3 separate regions of the Ovis aries genome follow, and all the other regions are linked to region 1. The links are chromatin contacts, called in public Hi-C maps. All regions are on one chromosome and are shown on one strand. Each heading gives the region's core, a stretch centred on a gene start, on an enhancer-like site or on the middle of the called end of the contact. The rest is flanking DNA. Distances are from core to core; before and after follow the strand shown. Region 1 holds the start of MEGF8 (multiple EGF like domains 8). Region 2 overlaps POU2F2 (POU class 2 homeobox 2). Region 3 holds the start of POU2F2 (POU class 2 homeobox 2).

Evidence for each region. Hi-C and Micro-C count contacts between places; a contact is called where the count stands out from the background.
Region 2: a contact with region 1 is called in a Hi-C map of blood, with 2.5 times the contacts expected there. The contact joins the enhancer-like site here to the promoter of MEGF8 in region 1. A contact is called at or near these places in 2 of 16 Hi-C or Micro-C datasets (both in blood).
Region 3: a Hi-C map of liver shows a contact between it and region 1, with 3 times the contacts expected there. The contact joins the promoter of POU2F2 here to the promoter of MEGF8 in region 1. A contact is called at or near these places in 2 of 16 Hi-C or Micro-C datasets (blood and liver).

Annotation. Positions count from the first base shown.
Region 1 is chr14:50,540,139-50,544,868 of ARS-UI_Ramb_v3.0, forward strand. It overlaps MEGF8 (multiple EGF like domains 8), which reads right to left and starts at 2,467. Exons shown (of 41, transcript XM_027978350.2): 1 at 1,555-2,467. The coding sequence starts at 1,741. TMEM145 (transmembrane protein 145) reads right to left here. Exons shown (of 14, transcript XM_060398630.1): 14 at 2,890-4,389. The coding sequence ends at 3,727.
Region 2 is chr14:50,733,029-50,737,758 of ARS-UI_Ramb_v3.0, forward strand. The region is part of intron 6 of POU2F2 (POU class 2 homeobox 2); the gene reads left to right. Among named protein-coding and RNA genes, the nearest start is that of POU2F2, 20 kb to the left of the region's middle. Within about 2 kb of position 2,518, at least 4 of the 54 cell types and tissues checked have an H3K27ac peak or open chromatin away from gene starts, as enhancers often do.
Region 3 is chr14:50,713,234-50,717,963 of ARS-UI_Ramb_v3.0, forward strand. POU2F2 (POU class 2 homeobox 2) reads left to right here and starts at 2,137. Exons shown (of 16, transcript XM_060398629.1): 1 at 2,137-2,198. The coding sequence starts at 2,171.

The DNA of each region.
Region 1 (4,730 bases), core at 1,217-3,716:
CTTCTCTAGCCACTGCCTTAGATTGCTCCTCCACCTCCTTATTGTCCTCAGGGCACAGCTCAAAATCACCACATCCTACACCTTCTGGTTCCTCCCAACCCTCCAACCTCTGGCTCACTGTCTTCTTGGATTCTGTCCTAACACACAGATATATTAAATAATCTGCCTGCAATGCAGGAGACCTGGGTTCAATCCCTGGGTCGGGAAGATTCCCCTGGAGAAGGGAATAGCTACCCACTGCAGTAGTCTTGCCTGGAGAATTCTGCAGACAGAGGAGCCTGGTGGGCTACAGCCCATGGGGTCACAAAGAATGGGACACAACTGAGCGACTCACACACACAAAAGCATCATATACTCTTATTTCCGGGCCTTTGCATGGGCTATTCTCCTTATCTGGAATGCCCTTTTGCTCTCTCCTACATACACCTCTGGTCTCAGGCATAGCCCAGGCTAAGTCAGATGCCATCTCTGAGGTTCTCACTCCCTAGGGGTGGGTTTGTTTCCCCCACTAGACTGGGAGCCCAGAACAGTAAAGATGGGGCCTTTGCACGGGTTATTCCCTCTTCCTGGAATGCTTTTCTCCTACTCCTGGCTGATTCCCATAGGTCTTTAGTCCTCAGCTCAGACATCTCCTCCTCCAGGAAGCCTTCTCTACTTTCACTCACCCCACAGGATTAGGTACCTCCTCTGGGCATCCCCAGGTCCATGGGGTTCCTCCATCACAGCCCCGACCACTCCGGGTTGGACTATTAATGTGTTTGTCTCCCCGACTAGATTCCAAGCCCCAAGTCATCACGGATTGCTGAGGCTTGTGGGTATCTCTGCTGAATCCCAGTGGCAAAGACAATACCTGGTACATGAATGACTGAAAAAATGCTTTCATTGAAGTACTTTAAAAAGAACAACACTAATAATCCTAAGGACATTTACTGGATATTTACTATGTACCAGGCACAGTAAGTACCTGTTCTCATTTATTGAGATAGCCCTATGAGGTGAGTACTATTACTATTACCACATGCAGAGAGGGAAAGCCAAATCTTAGAGAAAGGAAGCCACCTGCCTAAATTCACAAAGCTAGGAAGAAGTGGAACCCAAATCTGAAGCCAGGTGGCTGGGCTCAAAGCCTGAGTTTCCAACAACTTCTTTTTAAATGAAGCTTAAAAAAAATTTTTTTTTAATTTATTTTTACTTTTTTGGTCACATCAAGCAGCATGCAGGATCCTAGTCACCACTAGAGATGGAACTCACGTCCCCTGCCCTGCAGCTGAAGCACTGTCTTAATTGCTGGACCGCCAGAGTAGTCCCTAAGTATCTAAGGATTACTCAGAACAGCCCACACTGATGCTGTGGCTTGTAACTGTCCATCTGGGTCTGGTTGCAACTCCTCGATCAGACTTCAAGGCCTTCCAAGGCAGGGCCCAGGTTGGCTGCATTTTAGAGCAAAGGGCCTGGACCAGAACGGATTCTGGGAACGTGGTCAGTGGATGAATGAGGGCACAAATAAATGAATTAGCGCACCAGCGGGTGTGCGACCCAGGCGGCCCCACTCACCCTCGATGAGCCATTCGCAATTGCCATTGACGCTGTAGTTGCCCGCACCATCTGTCACGAAGCCTGGAGCCTCCCGCAGCACTTGCCGCTGCCCCTTGCAGTCCCCTGCCTGGGCTCCAGGAGATAGTGGCCCCAGCACGGCCAATGATATAGCCAGCGCCACAGCCAGAGCCCGACCCAGGGCCATCGCCGCCTCCTCCCCTACTGACGGGTCGTAAAGCCCCGGTGAGGGCCTTCCACCCCGTTTGAAGCCCTGCAAATGCGACCTCTATGGATGGGACATGGCCTTGTAGACCAGCGGGGTCCAGGAGCCGCTGGGACAGCCGCTGTCGCCGGGTTCTGGAGATGGCGGGGTGGGCCCTACAGACCCATGGAAAACCCTATAATGGGGGTCGTTATGGACGGGGCAGACCCTTAAGAGGCCATGCGAGTCTCTTGTAGACATGGGCCCCCATAGGCTAGCTGACTCCATAAACGATGTCCAGCAGTTACAGTCCCGGGCCGCTGCAGGCCGAAACGGACCTTATAGACCCTCGGGTCCCCAGTGGGCGAAGGGGTGTACAGTTCGGCGGCGGCCTACATCAAGGATGCGGGCACGTCCTGGACCGGAGGGTCCTCCGGGAGAGAACCCTCCAGCCAGGGGCGGAGCGCGAGCGGGAGCCCAGGGCAGAGTCAGTCTTCAGGGGCTCAGGCCTGGACCCCATAGACCAACTCGCTTGCTCACCCACCCACGGCTCCCGTCCGAGCCGGATGAGCCAGATCAGAGAGACGAGGGGACGGGAGGGCGAGAGCGGCCACGGGAAGAACGCGGGGAGGACGGGAGGGCGGGGGGCCTAGCTGCCGCTGTGGAATAAAAAATAAAGAGGAGGCGAGAAGTTGCAGAGACGCAGGTCAGAGCGGCCCTGGGAGGACTGCAGAGCACCCAACCCCACCCCTCCACAAAGGGAGACTTCCGGAAACTTCCCCGCCCATTTGTTCCTAGACGCAGGCGCAGCAGACCGCCTCGGCCGGAGAAGTGAGAATTACACATGCGCGGTGCTAAAATCTTAATTCGAACTCCTGGTGCAGGTGGCTGAGCGAAGCATCGGCCACTGGAGGGCGCTTCTACCTATAACTGGGGCAGAGAAGGTAAAAATAAAGCTGTACAGTAAGAGGACTCCGCTAGATAATGATTCATACCTTCAGGGCTCTCCGATTATGGGTCAACAAAAGGGCAGGTTATGCAGGTCCCTCACAAGATACCATTTCACAGTTGGGCACACTGAGGTCCCGAGCGTGGAACGGTTCGTGTTCAGCCCGGTCTCTGAGCACTATCAAGATGTGAAAGAGTCCATCTTAAAGATAAAAACTCAACGAATCCTCTTTATTTTGGCAAGAAGGGGGAAAAGTCTTTCTGCCAAGGACCTGAGGGAGGGCCTCCGGGATGGAGATAGGGTGGGCAGAGTACGGGTCCGAGGTCACAGAGATCCAGGGGAAGGTTTCAGAGTCGAGGGTAGCTTCACAATATCTGTCCTGGGAGCAGTGGCTCGGGGTCGCAGATTCCTGGAGAGCCTCAGGCAGGGTCCCGGCGATCGTCACTGGTGTTCCGGGGTCCGGCGGGGTCAGAGGTCTCGGAGGGGGCCAGGGGGCCGGAGGTCACGGAACAGCGGGAGCCCAGAATCCGGTGCCGCTCGGGGCAGGGGCTGAGGGAGGGGACGGGGAGAGCGGCTCCCGCGGGACCGTTTGGCACAAGAGTCAAAGGGGGACTGGGCGGGAGCGGGACCCTACGCACCCCTACCTGGGCACGCGGGGTGGGGAGGTTTGGCAAGGCCGGGGATGGCAGAGCCCTGGGGCCGGGTTAGAGAGGGGATCTGGAGCCCGGCCGGGGCCCGGCGCGGCCCATGGGGCAGGGGCGGGCAGGGGTGCTCAGACCGGGGGTGCAGTGCCCCCGGCCGTGTGCATGCTGAAGTACTCGGTGAAGCCGGTGTGCGGCGCCGCTGTCTGGGGCACGAGCGGCTGGTAGGGCGGCGTCGGGCCATCCCAGCTTGGGTCGGCCGCCTTGGGGAACCGAGAGGAAGGGGGCGGGGAGACCGCGCCCGGCTCGGCCACGGTCACCACGCGGCCCCTCGGGGCCACCACCGCCGCCACCGCTGTCTCCTCCACCTGCTTCCCGGCCTGGGAGGGGGGTCAGGATCAGATGCCGTCCTGGACCCACGGAGGGGCAGATGCAGCCCCGAAGGCCCGTCCCCCTCCCCGCGATGATCCCCCATCCCGAGGTGTGGGCGCAGGGGGCAGGCAGGGGCGCCTGGGCAGTGGGGCCAGGTACTCAAGCGGGGGAGTCGGGGTGCGCCGGGCCAGCTCCGGCGGTGGCCGGGGAGGTGGGGGAGAACCGCGGAAGGCCAGCGGCGGCGGGGGCACCGCGAGGGGTGTCTGAGGGGGCGTACGCAACAGCGCCAGGACCCAGTCTGGCAAGGTGGGCGCGGGTGCCGGGGGACGGTCGCGGCGCGGCGTGGGGGCGCGGGGGCTGCGAAAGGCAGGGGGTGGGCTCAGGCGCCTGGGCGTGGAGGGCGGTGGAGGGGCCGGGAGCGGGGTCAGGTACTCCAGGGGCGGCGCCAGCAGCTCCTCGGGCGCCGGGGGCGCGGGGCTTACGCAGGAGGCGGGCGGGGGTATGGAGAAGAGCTCCGTGAAGTTGGGCACCGAGTCGCTGATGAACGTCACGTTCCCATAGACGTGCTGTGGGAAGGCCTTGTCTGCGGATTGGCTGCCTCCAGGGCCCGGGGCTCCGGCCGAGGCGATCTGCGACGTGCGCACGTGGTATGGGAAGTTCTTGTTGGCCGCCGAAGGGCGTGTCATGATCTGGGGTGAAGGGCAGGCGCAGGTTGGAGAAGGGCTGTCCAGGCCTCAGGCTGCCTTCATAAACAGGAGCCCTGAGGATTCTCCCGCTCACTCGATACCCCCGCTTCTCTGAAACCCTTGAACTTGGCACCTCCTCTGGGCTCTCACAATGCCCTGGGCTCTAACTTTCATTCCGTCACCACTCTTTACTACTCTGCAGGCGCTTACTCCGTCAAAGCCCTGAGCTCCCAGTTATCACTGAATGGTTAAGCTGCAGCATCCTGATATCTAGTAGGATATGAGTGTGCTAAGTCGCTTCAGTTGTGTCCAACTCTTTTCGACTCCATGGACTGTAGCCCGCC
Region 2 (4,730 bases), core at 1,268-3,767, 190 kb after region 1:
CTCGTAGGCAAGATCCAGGAGCTGGGAAGGTGTGCTGGGTATGATGGGAGGCAGTAGGGGGTGCTAAGCAGGTTAGGAATGTGCCCCAACTGACCCTTTACAAAGCTCCTTCAGCTGCTCTGGGTAGAATGGACTAGAAGCAAGGAGCCGAGTGGGAAGCCCTTGCAGGCATCCCTGAAGGTGATGAGGGTGGAGGTGGGGTCCAGCATGCTCTTTTGTACGGATCCTATAGGTCAAGGGTGACTCCTGGGACTCTGGCTTCAGCGACTGGGTGGTGGCGAGGTGGTTTCCTGAGCTGGGGAAGGCAGGGGAGGAACAGGGTGTTTTGGAGGGCGGGGCTGAGGAACCAGGAGTTTCACTTTGGACATGGTAGGGTTTAGAGAGTCTGTTAATCACCCAAAAGTAAAGACATCAAATAGGCAGATGGATATTAGAGGCTGAAGCTCGGTGGAAAGTCTGGGCAGGAGCTGAAAGTTGTCAGTTTCCAGGAAGAGGATGGACCCGTGGGGCTCCTGCCCTCGAGAGCCCATGGGGTGACATGAGGCGGGTGATGGGAGGGTGCAGTGCCAGCAAATGCTTGTGTTGGGGGAGTATGTTCTGGTTTTCGAGATGCTTTGATAATAATATTACTCAGGCCTCAAAACAACCCACTGAAGAGTTAGACATTATTACTCTCATTTTATAGATGAAAGAGCGATCCAGGTGGTCCTAGTGGTAAAGAACCCACCTGCCAATGCAGGAGACATAAGAGACACGGGTTCGATCCCTGAGTCAGGAAGATTCCCTGGAGAAGGAAATGGCAACCCACTCCAGTATTCTTGCCTGGAGAATCCCATGGACAGAGGAGCCTGGTGGGCTACAGTCCATGGGGTCTCAAAAGAGTCAGATACAACTGAAGCGACTTAGCAGGTATGTACACATATGTGAAAAACTGAGGCCCCAAGAGAAATGACTCAGTAAAAATGACTGCTGTTTAAGGAGAACCCCTTGAGTGAATCAGGGATCAGGCTAAATGTTCTACATGCCTTGTCTCATTTAATTCTTTAACAGCCCCATATAAGAATTATTGAGGTGTCATTTGAATAAATTGAGGCTTAAAGAGGGTAAAGAACTGCCCGTGGTCTCAGGTGTGTAAAGGACAGTCAGGTGTCTGGCTGGCTCCAGAGCCCAGGTATTCCAGGACACCTTGCATTGTTACCCCAGTCAGTATAGCCCAGAGAGCTGGTGTACCCCCAAGTCACTCAGGAATTCGCTGGTGGTGCAGTGGTTAAGGGGTCTCCCTGGTTGCTTCGAGGTAAAAGAATCTTCCTGCCAATGTAGGAGATACAGATTCGATCCCTGGGTCGGGAAGATCCCCTGGAGAAGGAAATGGCAACCCACTCCAGTATTCTTGCCAGGAAAGTCCCATGGACAGAGAAACCTTGGGGTCTCAGAGTTGGACATGACTGAGCTGCTGTGCATGGACACACGCCAGTGATTAGGACTACGTGCTCTCACTGCCAAGGGCCCGAGTTTGAACCCTGGTTGGAGAACTAAGATCCCACAAGCTGTGAAATGTGCCCCCACCCTAAAAAAGGAGGAAGCAGGCACAACATCCAAGACTCGAATCGCCACGGTTCTCAGATGAAAGGGACCCTTGCACCCCCCAGGTGACCTTCCCACCCACTGTGGGAACTCCCTCCATATTGTTCTGAGCAGGTGGGGGTGCAGTGTCACCCAGGGGGCCCCCAGGACAGATGCTTCCTGCCCCCCAAGTGGCCCCTTCCACTAGGCTTTCACACAGTCACTGCAGTGTACTCTGCACAGCTCCCGGCCCCCATCCCTTCCTGTCCTCCACACCTGGCCCTCACTTCAGGCTCTTCATGTCCTGGCAGCACAGTGTCCAGAACAGGTTGTAATTTGCCCTATCAGGGAGGACAAGCCAGTGTAGACGTGCGTGCTGACACCTTCCCCTTGGGGTGGCTGTCGGTGTGTGTGGAGGCCAGTCTTGGGGGGCAGGGAAGTTGGCCTGTGCGGTGGAGTGAAGCGCTGCACCTGCTGGGCTCGGCCTGGTGCCTCTAGTTCCTTCTCAAGGCTGCCTACTCCCCACCAGGTGGAACCAGCCCAGTGGGTGATTACATTGCAGTTCACCCATAGGTCATATAACCACCCTGTCTCAGTCTTTCTGCCCCCAGTCTGCGGCCAAAATCCTACCTGTGGCAAAACCCAGCCAGTTGGCACCCAGACACCTTCAGTCCTAAGATTTATCCTATGCATTCTCTGAAAATTCGTCTATCACCTATACCGCCCTGCTCTGGGGCAGGGGAGTGATCAGATGACAGCGATGAGCAAGAATGTGGCCCTTTCTTTCTCAGCTTTGATAGGCTGTGCTAGCCCTCTGTTCTGGTTTTTCTCGAAGGTTAGGGACAGAGCAGATGATCCACTAATATCCCAGCGAGGGTCTAGCAGGCATGCCTCCGCTTACTCTAACTTTTCCATGGCCTGTGTCGGTTCTAACACGCCCCTAAGTGGCTTCACAGGGCGAGCCGGTTCAGATGGCGCTAGGTTGTAGAGAAATGGCGCCCCCTACTGGCTAACCCTTGGTCTTGCGGCAGCTCACTGCTCTTCCCAGAATCTCTCTCGTTCTTTTTTCCCACATATGGATGAATGGATGGATGTATGTATTCATTTGGCTGTGCCAGGTCTTAATTGCAGCAGGCAGGATATTTAGTTGCCTCATGTGAACTCCCTGGTCAGGAAACGAAGATCCCAAAAACTGTGTGGCAGTTTAAAAAAAAAATTTGATGGAAAGTTGTGGAGGCTTTATTTTTTTGTTTGTTTTGGCTGCCATGCAGCTTGCAAGTTCTTTGCTCCTGACCAGGGATCGAACCCAGGCCCCAGCAGTGAAAGCGCAGAATGCTGGCCACCAGATTGCCAGGGAATTCCCTCTATTAATATTTAAGAACAAGAAACTGGGTTCCACAGACCATCGCAACAGGGGTCTGTGGATAGAATTCAGGGGTGAGAGTCCATGAACTTGGATGGGAAAAAATTTCGTCTCACTTTTCACTATCCTCTTACTGAAAACGTAACATTTCCTTCTGGCATGCATAAAGGCAGCGGAGCACAGTATTGGGAGGGCTTAGACTTTGCCACCTATGGAATGAACAGATATTTCCATATTCTATTACAGTTTTGCAGATCTTTTAAAATACAATTTTCAATCATTGTTTTGAAATTACAGTAGTCATTCAGCTTGTTGCTTGCTCCTATTTAGTGGGTTAACAAAGAAGCCCATTGATTACTGTTTATCACAGTCAAAAATATATTTGATGATTGTATTTTAATATAAGTGATTTGCTTTGAAGTTCTGTATATTTTACGTTGCACTTTTTTTTTAAATTCTGGGAAGGAGGGTAGATTTTGGCAGATATTGAAGCATTCAAAGCACAAAAATGTGTAGAAAAAATTTTGGTAGAGGACTTCGCTGGCAGTCTAGTGGTTAGGACTTTGTGCTTCCACTGCAGGGGTCATGGGTTCGATCCCTCGTCAGGGAATTAAGAACCTGCAAGCTGTGACACTCGGCCAAAAAAAGATACGAAAAACATTTTGGTAGGACTTATGGATAGACTGGATGGATAAGAGAGGGAGAAATCAGGGCTGATCCCCCAGTTTGTGGTCTGAGTAACGGTGGGTGGGGGACTGGTTTAGGTTCTCATGCAAGTCCTCACTGTGAGACCCACGCAAATTGCGATGCATTTCCCCATCTTTTCCCTCTCCTGGCTGATTCAGAAAGAAATCTGCAGACCTCTTTTTCAGCCTTCTGGTGATAAAGGGGGATTTCTCCTGAGAGTCACACTCCCAGAGAGATAGGAGTTAGTAAATATTTTAATTCTTATTTATTCTAATAAATAAGCTGAGAGTTATACCAAATCAGAACAATACTACTACTAAGATTATTTCTGGCCTTACTTTTTGGATTCAATTCAGTGGGCACTAAACGGGGGCTTTCCAGGCTCTACTAAGGGTGAGGTGTTTAGTCCCTCAGTCGTGTCCAACTCTTTGCAAGCCCATGGACTGTAGCCCGCCAGGTTCCTCTGTCCCAGGGATTTCCCAGGCAAGAATACTAGAGTAGGTTGCCATTTCCTTCTCCAGCAGATCTTCCCAAACCAGGGATCGAATCCAGGTCTCCTACATTCCAGGCAGATTCTTTACGGCTGAGCCACCGGGCCCTTTAAGGAAAAGAGGACAGGGAGTTCTCTGGTGTCCCAGTGGCTAGGATTCCAGGCTTTCACTTCCTTGAGCCTGGGTTCATTCCCTGGTTGGGGAGCTGAGATCCCATGAGCCACACAGTGTGGCCAAAACAATAATAAATATAAAATGAAAACTACTGAGAAGTACACAGATCATAAGTATACAGCTCAATGAGACTCACAAACCGAGCACACCCATTTAACAGGCACTCAGATCAAGAAACTGAATATGGCCAGGCCTCTAGAAGCCCCTAAAGATCCCTTTTGGTCTGTGAAAGTGTTAGTGGCTCAGTTGTGTTCAACTCTTTGCGATCCCATGGACTGTAGCCTGTCAGGCTCCTCTGTCCATCAGATTCTACAGGCAAGAATACTGGAGTTGGGTGCCATTCCCTTCTCTAGGGGGTCTTCCTGACCCAGGGATCGAACCTGGGTCTCCTGCACTGCAGGCAGGTGCTATATGCTCTGAGCCACACATGCAAATGGAACTTAAAAATCCAG
Region 3 (4,730 bases), core at 887-3,386, 170 kb after region 1:
CACCCAGCATGCCCCTAACTCAGCCCCTCTGTCCTCTCCTGGGCAGGTGGAAGTCTCAGGCCCATTCTTCTTCAAGATGCCTCGACTCCAGCTCAGGAACTCAATTCTGGTCTGCTAGAGGCGATAATAGTGGAGTCAGCTTGAGAGGCAAGAGGGGTGGGGTGATTTTACTCACCATGGGTAGGGGGGGCATGAATGGCTGTCCCCAGCTCCACCTCTCAGCCAGAGGCCTGGGAGGGCAGCACCAGAAACACGGGGTGCATCTCTCCCTTCTCTTGAGTTACCACCCGGAGCTCCCTCTTGACAAGGATGGTGTTGACTGTGGAGCATGGGGGGTGTTTTGGTGGGGTTTTGCTCCCTCTGTAAAGTCCTTATTACCCTCATTTCCAAGTCTTCCAAAACATAAATCCTAAATAAAAAAAGAGTTTAGCAGGCAAATGCAGCTTCAAGACAAGGCTCCAGTGCCATCATCCACCAGATGCCTGACCCTCCCGTATAGAAATCCTGCCATCTGAGAGAGAGAGAGGCAAAGAGGTGGGCCCAGAGGCAGGAGGTCTGAGGTGAAGCCAGCGGATGCTTCAGGGTCTCCGAATCTGCTCAGAGGAATGGCCTTCACAATATGGAATGTTATGAGTGTAGCTGGTGGGGCCACTGTCCCCTCTGTGCAGATGTAAGGGCCACCACCATTCTCATGGAGTGGGCCTGCCTGCCTGGGAGTGTCTGGGCTGCACAGGGCCTGTGTACAGGCAGAAAGGCACTCTTGAAGGCGCTCACACTAACCTGCATGAGTGTGCATGGGTATGAACGTGGGCACACATGGCCGGGAGGTATGCCTGGGTACACCTGTATAGCCGTGCCCATGTGCCCGCATGACAGAGCAGAGAGTTCTGGGCACACACGGGTAGTGTTCGTTGTTGTCAGGGCCTGGGCACCAGGAGTGTTTCCAGGTGTCTGGATGTACACACGTGTGTGTGAAGTATTGGGGTCCCTGTGTAGAAACACTTGAGCGTGTGTATAGGAGTCCAGCCGTCCGTGTGCGCGCGCGTGCTCTGGGGGTCCTCCAGCGTAGGGTAGGGGCGCAGCGAGTCCTGCAGGGCCCGGAGCGAGCAAGTGGGCTGTTTTGAGGCACCAGGCGGCCCAGCAGCCTCGGACCGCGGGCGGGGAAGCGGAAGAGGGCAGCGGGCTGGGCCGCGCCTTTGTCTGCGCCGCCGCGCGCGGGGAGCCCTGCGCCTTTGTGTGACCCTCGCAGGTGTGCGCGCGGGGGCGGGCGAGGGAAGGGGAGGGGCGGAGGGCGGGGCGCCGCCTCCGCACCGGCCCCGCCCTCTGGCCCATTGGCTGGGCGCTGCCGCCCTCTGGCGGGCACCGAGGGAAGCGTTGGGCCGCGAGCGCCGCAGCGCGAAGGGCCAGCCCGTGGCCCCGGGACCCGGTACTTCCCTCCACCCCAGCCACCTCCGGCGCCCGCTTTGCCCCGTGGCGGACCTCCTGCCGCTCCAGGGCAAGGCCCGGCCCTACCACTGCCCACGGGTACTTCTTCCCAGTGGTGGCCGCGGACGCCTCACCTGCGGGCAGAGGCGCGGCTGGGTTCCCCGTTGGCCACAGTCTGCCGAAGCCTCCTCCTGCCCTGCTTCTTGGCTTCAACGCTTCTTGCCTCTGACCCCTTAGAGAGGCCACCTCACCTCTCTGGTCCTCAGTCTTTGTCTGGAAAATGGGGGCAAATAGCACCTTCAGAGATGATGCCTGTCAGCTGTGACAGGCAGGGCCTAGCATTGGGAAAGGCCCGCCCCAAACTCCTAGCCAGTGTTTTAGTGCCGTGTTCTGGGTCCACCTTCTCTCCCAGACCCACAAGCCCTGCTCCAGATGTGCCGGCCGGTGGAGGCGGCAGAGAGGCAGGGCGCACCTCCTCGGGGCACAGCTGCAGAGTCAGCTCTTCCAGCCTCCTTGCGCTCTACCCCCCCACCCCCACTTCCCCAACACACACACACACACACACACAACATGATTTGGGGTCCGCTGCCGGCTGGGGTGGGCCTTCGGGCACGGGTATTTTCCCTTCCGAAGGGGGCGGACCCTGTGGTTTCCTCCCTGGGTGACTTCCGGCAGCGAGGGCTTGGCCCCCAGAGAGGGCGGGGAGATGACACAGTTGTTCCCCCAGCCCTGCGGGGCGGGCAGCATGGTTCACTCCAGCATGGGGGCTCCAGGTAAGGGGCTGGGGCGCACAGGCAGCACCCTGGGGTTCGTTCTGGCTCGGCCTGCCCTTCCTCTCCGGCTGCTCCTCCGCTCTGTGACTCTGTGCCTCAGCAGCTGCCCCTCTCCCCATCCTGCGTGCCCACCCCCAGCTCCTCTGTCCCCTCCCCTCTCGCATCAGCCCTGGGGGGCTTCGGCCCTCTTCTCTCTTCCTCTGCCGCTCCCTGTCCTGGGGGGTCCGGGGGCGAGGGTGGAGCCAGGTGTTGGTCCCCTGCTCTCATGCAGAGGACCAGCGGGTGGGCGGCCTGCGTGATCCTGGGAGAGGACTGCCTGGGGGCTGGACCTCCGAGTGCGTGTAGGCGCATGTGAACAGTGGTTCTGCGTTTTCTATATATGACTGTCAGGTGTGTGTGTGCGAGGGGCTGTGTGTGCGATTCTGTGGGGATAGCCTTGGCAAGGCTCTCTTGATTCACTTCCTCACTCCGTTCACCTCCGATGTCCCCTTCTCAGGTGGCCTCCCCTGCTTTCCCCATCTAAACGGGCAGCCAGTCCCAGCACTCTTGGGCCCCTCACCCTGTTCTGTCTTTTCTTCATGGTACTCATCACCCCTGAAAATGTATGATATGTTTGTGTGTTTATGAACCGCCTCCCCTACCAAGTGTCAGCGGACTGAGCGAACATTGTCTGCCAAGGGCTGTACAAAGTGACTTGTGCCTGTTGACTCATTTGGCATAACGTGTCCATCTCTGCATGATGCTCTAGGCGGTGCGGATAGGAGAGTTAAGTGAGGTAATATAGGAATAGCGGGGCCTGGACCACGGCCAGTGTCCATACTTCAGGGGTGTTTTGTTTGCAGCCCTGTAGTTCTGACCGTGGGGATGTGTCCCATTTGTCGGTGTCTGTGGAGCTGAATTTTGGTTTGGCCTGCGTCTATGTGCATCAGCATTTGCGGGTGTCTTGTGATCCATCATCAACACGTATTTACGGAGCAGTTCTGTGCTGGATGTTGGAAATCCTACTAAAGAAGGCAGTTCTGGGTCTGTCTTCCTGGAGTGCCCAGTTCAGTAACAGAGACAGACCTGTCACCAGATATGGGAGGAAGCACAGGCAGACGGGTGAGAGCTGGGATGCAGGAGGCACAGGGCACTGGGCGAGCCCAGAAGACTTGCCCAGTTCGGCTAATGGGGCATCAGGAAGGACTTCCTGGAGGAGGGCATGTCTGCTCTGAGATGAAGGATGAGTGGGTGTGAGCAGGCAAGGGAGGCGAGGCGGGGGCTGAGGCAGAAGGAAGGTTACTTGCGGGATGCTGTGTGATGTGATGATTTACTGAAGTGACCGTATGTGCAGCTGCGGGTGTGTGTGTGTGCGCGTGTGTGCACAGTGCAGACGCAGCGACCCAGGGCGTCTGCACAGGATAATGTGTGCCTACTGTCTCTTCCCTGTCTGGGGGGAATGGCGGCTTCATCAGGCACTGGGTTAGACCCTGTATTTGGCATTTCTCAGAGAACTGCCCAGCCTGCAAGGCCTGCCTGGGCTCCCCAGCCTGGATGTGAATTAACACATGTGTGGTCTTGAGCAGGTCATGCCTCCTGCTCGGTCTTGGGCTCCACACCTCTGGACTGGATTCCGGGTTGCACCCTGGCCGTCTCCCAGGAGGAGGGGACTCTGGGAGTGTGAGTAGGTGCACGTGTGTGTGTGTGTGTGTGTGTGTGTCTGAGTGACCTGTGTGTGTGTACACATCTCTGTGTGTCTGTCTCGTGACTGTGTGTGTGTGTATACATTTGAGTCTACCTTTATGTCTGAGTGACTCGGGGTGTATGTGTGTGTGCATATCTTGTGTGAGTACATCTTTGTCTATATGAGTGACCCGGATGTGTGTCTATACACACATCTGTATCTGTCTGTGTGTCTGAGAGACTCTGGATGTGTGTGTACCCGTCTGTATGTGTGTCTGAGTGACTCTGGGTGTGTGTGTGTACTTCTCTGTGTGCCTGAGTGACTCTGGGTGTGTGAGTGTGTAGCTGTCTGTATGTGTGTCTAAATGAGTCTGAGTGAGTGTGCACAGCTTGTGTATGTACATCTTGGTGTGTCTATCTCAATGACCTGGATGTAAGTGTGTACCTGTCTCTGTTACTCTGTGTGTGTGTGTGTGTGTGTGTGTGTGTGTATACATCTGGTGTGTGTCTATCTGAGTGACCTGGGTGTCTGTGCATCTGTCTGTGAGTGACTCTGGGACATGCGTGTGTGTGTGTTTGGGGGTGACTTGGTGTGCGAGTGTGTGTACAGGCAGGTGTGCCCACACACGTCTGGGTGTGCGTTTTGCATATCTGCTGGTGGCATTGTGTCTGGGCTCGCACACATTCCCGTCTGGGATCTGCGCACCTGTCCCGTGTGCGTTTGCATGGGCTCGGCCCGTGTCGGAGCCCCGCCTGGCTGAGGCTGTGGTGTGTGCGCTCCGTGGCAGCTCCTGTCAGCACAGCTGCGGGGCCACCGCTCTTGTTGTGTCTGCATCCTCCTCCCTGACACCCAGGAGTGCTCGCTCCCTG